2 separate regions of the Zea mays genome follow, and region 2 is linked to region 1. A link is a contact called in public Hi-C data. All regions are on one chromosome and are shown on one strand. The core of a region is the stretch at or near the end of the contact, and the rest is flanking DNA. Distances in the headings are between cores, read along the strand shown. Region 1 holds the start of LOC103626058. Region 2 holds the start of LOC100194152.

Region 1 (3,040 bases), core at 336-2,835:
CATAAACCGAATAGCGACTCAGCAAAAAAAACAAAGAACGTTCGAGGCCCGCCGCACAACGATGGAGGAGCTAACAAGACGTTTTGGCGGTGGCTCGGTGACGAGATGTCGACGTAAAAAGTGAAAGTGTTGTTAGATAACATTAAGGTTGTTCGGTACGAGCACTTGGGTCGACGACAAGCACTAGAAGGCCGGCCCACTGTTTTGCATCAGTAATGGGAAGAGTGAAAGCAAGTGTGGCTAGTGGGGGTTCCAAGGTAATGGTGTTAGTTGTAATGAGGTGTCAGTGGCAGTAGGTTGCTAGGACACGATACCGAGAGCGAGTTGGCAACGGACCGAGGGTCCACGTGTCAATGTTAGACAGACGTCAGGGTTAGTTGAAGGGTGAAAAGGCAAGCCCATTAAGGATAGTTCGAATAGACCTGGTGAAGCCCCAAAGCAATAACAGTTCAAATATATGTCCTTCCTCTAATGGTCTACATTTCTCATCTCATATTGGTTGCCATAGAGGTGGCCAACCCTGAGTGCCAGCAATTCACAAGCTCACTGGTGGAGGGTGAGGGGATTCACTACGATTCCAAATTAGGTATAAGTAACGAGCCCTCCAGGCATTCATGCCCTGATATGTGTCTCACGTGTCATATCCATCCCGCGGTATGTGTGGCATGCAACAAATAGTGCATTGCTACCTTTTTAGTTTCGTGGTGGTGTTGTATGGATACCGTTTCAATCCACAAATCATAATCTAAATTTATTGATTCTCAACATTAATTCGTTACCTTTGTCGCTCGCAAATACTATATCATGTGCAACAAGTAGACTCGTATCTCTCAAGTTTTCATGGAGTGTAGATGTTGGTTTTTATCCACATGTCATCTTATCGGCACATTACTTGGTCGATGGCCGTTACTCCTGGGACCCCTAACTCACCGACCTCAGATACTCCGTACTCGTGCCGTTCAGAGCGTTGCTACCGTCGATCGAAACGGCGTGCAACTAGTAACGCGTTGCCAACTTTTCTGGTTTATCGATCTATGTTGTTTGGGGTACCGATTCTATCCAATAATCATCACCACAGCTGATCAAGTATAAACGGTTCTTACCATTTTCATGCACGGATAATATGTACTACACACTCGTTAGCATCATGGCTAGCTTCTAGGTTTGTTGTGGAGTGTGCATGTTGATCCTGTCCACCAATTCATCCCGTCAATGTATTGTTTGCCAATCATTATTGTGCCACATTTGAATACTAACCTTGAATAAGTGTGCCATTCAAAGAGTTATCACCCTAATACACATGCTATGCGACTAGTAGTGTATCGCTCACTTATTGGGCCCCCCAAAACCTTACTAAATATGTAGTAAAAGACTAAAAGCAAATGTAAATAAGTAGTAACCATACAATAGGAGAAGATGAGAAAAGTGCGCAGACAGGCCCTCAAAACCGGCGGCTACAGCAGCGACACTGACACTGACACCAGGGAGCGGTGAGCACACCTGGAGATGGTGACGGGAATCCGCAGCTGTATACTGCCTCCCTCCACTCGGCTATCACGCTTCCCAGCCTGCAAACCCCGTGCCCACAGCTCACCTTTTTCTCCTCTGCAGCCCACGCCTCCCGATAAATTCGCAACCCAGTCCCCCCCGTCGCTCTCATTCCTCTCGGCCACAACACTGCGCGCTCCGCAGACGCCCACCAAGCTTCCGCTATTCGCCAAAAGGTCCCCTTCTGCCCTCCGCCCTATCTATCCATGGAAAGGCGGCACGGCTTCTTCGCGGCGCTGCGGGAGGAGGTGGCGCGCGGGCTGTCGCCGGCGCGGGCGCGCCGCAAGCCGGACGCCACGGACCTGGCCGCCGCGCTCAGCTTCACCGGAGTGGCAGGCGCCGGCGAGATGCTGGCGCCGCTCATGGAGGGGCCCGATCCGGAGCCCAGCGACGACGGGGACGGCAGCGGCCGCCGAGGTGCCGCGCGCGGGAGGAAGGAAGGCTGGGGCCACTGGGTGCGCGTGCAGTTCGCGCGGGCCCCGTCCTCGGCGGTCGCGCTGCGCAGCGACATCAGGATGCTCCTCGGCGTTATGGCTGCGCCGCTCGCGCCGGTCCGCGTCTGCGCCGCCGAGCCACTCCCGCACCTCAGCGTCAAGGACACTCCCATCGTAAGCGCTTCTCTCGTCTCGTCACGCTGCTGCTGCTGTGTTTTTCTTCCTTTCCCCCCCTGCCCACTTGTTTGCTCCACGTTCCTTTGCAATCAACTGTTCGACGAAATGCCGGTGCCAAGGTTTTCATGGGTGTATGTATCCGAGTTTCCTTGAATTCGTGGGCCCTGTAGACTGTAAAAAGTTCGTTACTAGTGTTACAGTGCGGTAAAAGAGTTCGTTACTAGTGACTACAATGTCTGCATGTCTGGTCACCAGGATCTTTGACTGCTCTTTAGGACTGGTATATATGACTGATTGTTTTTTTCACCGCTGTTGCCTGGTAGTATGTGTTAATTCACTGTTTGCTGTTATATGCCAGATTTTTAATAAATTTATGATTTTTTTTTTGGGTGTGATGTGCTTGTCCACAGGAAACCTCGTCCGCGCAGTACATCCTGCAGCAGTACCTCGCGGCTTCCGGAGGGCACAAGCTCCTGGCCTCCCTGCGCAGCACCTACGCCATGGGCAAGGTACGCATGGTGGCCACCGAGTTCGAGACCGCCGGCCGTCTCACTAAGAACCGCAGCGCTGGACGCGGCGGCGAGCCTGGCCGCTTCGTGCTGTGGCAGATGGCCCCTGAGATGTGGTACATCGAGCTGGCTGTCCGCGGGAGCAAGGTGCACGCGGGATGCAACGGCAAGCTCGTGTGGCGGCACACACCATGGCTCGGTGCCCATTCTGCCAAGGGCCCTGTTCGTCCGCTTCGCCGTGCCCTTCAGGTATGGCTGTTGCTGTCCATGTCCCTGTTTTGTTGGTTTTCAGTGCTAATTCAGCCACAGTCCCATAGAACATGGTTGTTCAGATTTACTCAGCTATATATATCCTGAGTGATGTTCTTTTGC
Region 2 (2,834 bases), core at 142-2,641, 300 kb after region 1:
AGTGCTATGAGCCTATGACTATCCATCGTATCCCCTCTGGATTAAAATCTTTACATCAGCAAACCAATAAAAGATGCTGCATGGCATGAAAGATGAACGCAAACCACATCTTCAAAACCATATACTTACGTCAGCCCCGACATGTCATACTCAAGCCCGAGTCCTCGAAATATCTGATACACAAGCACACACGTTAAAATAGGACAGCAGCTCTAAACACCTTCTGCGCAAAAGCGAGCAAATTCTACCCTAAGGCAAGTTCACAGGAAGAAACCTCGGCCATGCGAGAAATGACACGCTCATACTGAACAGGACCAAACTTCGCCTTGTAGAAGTCAGATTTCCTGACGCCCTCCTTAGGCGCATCAGGGTTTAGAAAGAACGGATGCCAGCGGACCTTCCAAGCAAAGCAAGCAGACAGACACAGGGTTGGCACCCGCGTAAACAAGAATTCTGAAACCGGGATCATGACGGGGATCTGAAGAGGGGGAGCGAAACCTCGAAGTCAAACTTGTCCCTGCTTTGCTCCATCGCTTTCTCGAGGTTCTTTTTGCCGACAAAGCACCAAGGGCATACTGTGTCCGAGCTCACATCGATCTGGATGAGCTTCTTGCCAGTGTCTGAAGCCATGGATTTTGCACACCTGCTATACAGTTTTCGGCAGCAAATATTCAGATTGGTCAGTGATGGGGGGGATTTATATGTTTGTTAGTCATTCCTTTGCAGATTAGTCAGTGTAGCTGAGTTAGGCTCTGTTAGGAGCATAGGGCTAATTGTTAGTCAAGTGCTCTTGTTAGTCAGGTAATTTTTAGATCAAATTAGCTCTAGCTCATCCAAACAGGAGGCTAATAAGTGAGCTAATTTGTTAGCTAAGCCTACAGTACAACTAGTTGTTAGCCAAACTAGCTGGCTGCTGGCCAACTCCACAAGAATTTACATGACACCGAGAGGCAAGGGCATATGCTCCCTTTCCAGAAAGGAAGTGTGGTCCATGTTGGTTCATGGTTCATCCACCTAAACTTAACAGTTAATCCCACGATTTGGCCAAGATGGCCGTATCCAAAACTTATTTCAACCAGTGTTACCAAGATTTTCTTTTACTAGGCAATACAACAATATATTTCCCAACCAGCTAGGATGAAATCGTTGTTCTACCCAAAAAAAAAACAACAACAACAAAAAAGAACCGAACCTGGGAGCGCCGAGTTTCGCGAGGGACGGGATGCGGACGGAGAGCAGGCGACCTGGCATACACAAGCACGGGGAGATCCTTCGTTTTCCTCCACAGCTTCAGCGCTCTTCCCTCGTCTAGTTCGTGGAAGGATGGAGAAGCAGTCGCGGTCTCGCGGAATTTGGTTGGTGGGTGGGCTCGGTTCACGCCTTCACGGTCCCGTGCTCTCAGTCTCAGCAACCTGCCAACCCACCCCTGGACCTGGTCCACGGTAGGCACGTGAGGCGCTCTGTCTTTCTCTGCCGTTCCTGTACGTCCAATCCTTCCAAGAACCTCGGGTGGTCCAGAAAAATCCGGTGGTCGATGCCCACGGACAAGCGTGTGCGCCACGAGCGAGCCCGACGAACAACGGAGCAAGGGAACAAGGCCATTTCCATCGGTCAAACAGGAGAAGGCAAGCAAAGCTCCGCCACCTTCAGCAGAATCCGCCCAAAGGCTGCACCGTAGTTCACTCCTGTTTCTCCCCAGGTGGTTGGCCCTAACTTACCACATTTTATCTAACTTTTATGTCTAAGTTTATTTATTTAATTCGAATGACTAATTAGTCCAAGTGTGACATATTTAACCATAAACCAAACAAGCCTTTAGCTTTACAGTTTTGTCCTATTTTTGTGATCTGTTAGATTTATTTCAAGTTGTGTGAACTTGGTCTTACCCTCTAAATAAGCGAAAGCCGAAATTCTGATCCATTATCTAAAAAAGTATTTTTCTTGCGCTAATCCTAATCAATTGTTGGATGATCGCCCGACTAATCTGATGAAACTGAGCTGGACATCTTTTATATTAGAGAGAAAAGAAAGTCCTACATACAAGATGAGGATCTTGCTGAGCAAGATCATCATCCACACCACACCGAAACTGAAACAAAGATTACATATGATCAAGAGAGTCTGACTCGACCGCTCCAAGGGTATCAACTAAACTATCCCTAAACAGGTAAGGTGAGGCTGTGTGCAGCGGCTCCCGTGGCCGCTCTCCCTCCCCTCCCGTAGAGGCAACAGACAGCCCCTATACGCCGCAGCGCTGCCCCCTACGGTGCCCCCACGATAGAGCGCATGTGTCCTCCTCTTCTCTCTCCCGTTGGATGCAGCGCGCACTCTTCTCCTCCCCCTTCTACTGTGCTATGGGTCCGGCTCTAATTGTTAGTAGAAGAAAAATTGATAGTAGATAAAAAGTAGTATATGAAATAATATTTTATAGTTGTAGTGGGATATATGGGGAGAAAATAGGGGAAACCGCTGCGGGGGATGAAAAAGTAGGGGGTGAAATGTTGATGATGTGACGCAAAAAGTGATATAGGGGGGAAAATTTAGAGGTAACCGTTGTGGACAGTCTGAGGAGCCCCAGCCAAGACCCAACCTTGTTTGGTCTAGGGACTACGCGGACTAGCCCTTCGCGCCACCACAAGATGAGGAAAAATTTAGAGGTAACCACTGTGGACAGTCTTCAAAATTTAGTTGAAGAAGGACGGCACATTTGAAGTGGACTAGCCCTTCGCGCCACCACATTTGAAGTTGGCAGCCTACGAGCGAGAGCTAATCACCCGAGTGCAGGCAGTCCGACACCAGCGGTTGTACCTATGGGGCCCCCACTGCTATCCACT

The links. A called contact is a pair of places that touch in the nucleus more often than the background predicts.
Region 2: a Hi-C map of tassel shows a contact between it and region 1, with 3 times the contacts expected there. The contact joins the promoter of LOC100194152 here to the promoter of LOC103626058 in region 1. A contact is called at or near these places in 2 of 25 Hi-C or Micro-C datasets (ear and tassel).

The regions. Positions count from the first base shown.
Region 1 is chr5:19,626,237-19,629,276 of Zm-B73-REFERENCE-NAM-5.0, forward strand. It overlaps LOC103626058, which reads left to right and starts at 1,586. Exons shown (of 3, transcript XM_008646439.4): 1 at 1,586-2,156; 2 at 2,570-2,917. The coding sequence starts at 1,755.
Region 2 is chr5:19,923,581-19,926,414 of Zm-B73-REFERENCE-NAM-5.0, forward strand. LOC100194152 reads right to left here and starts at 1,392. Exons shown (of 8, transcript NM_001358906.1): 1 at 1,193-1,392; 2 at 499-643; 3 at 275-397; 4 at 130-173; 5 at 1-36. The coding sequence starts at 1,251.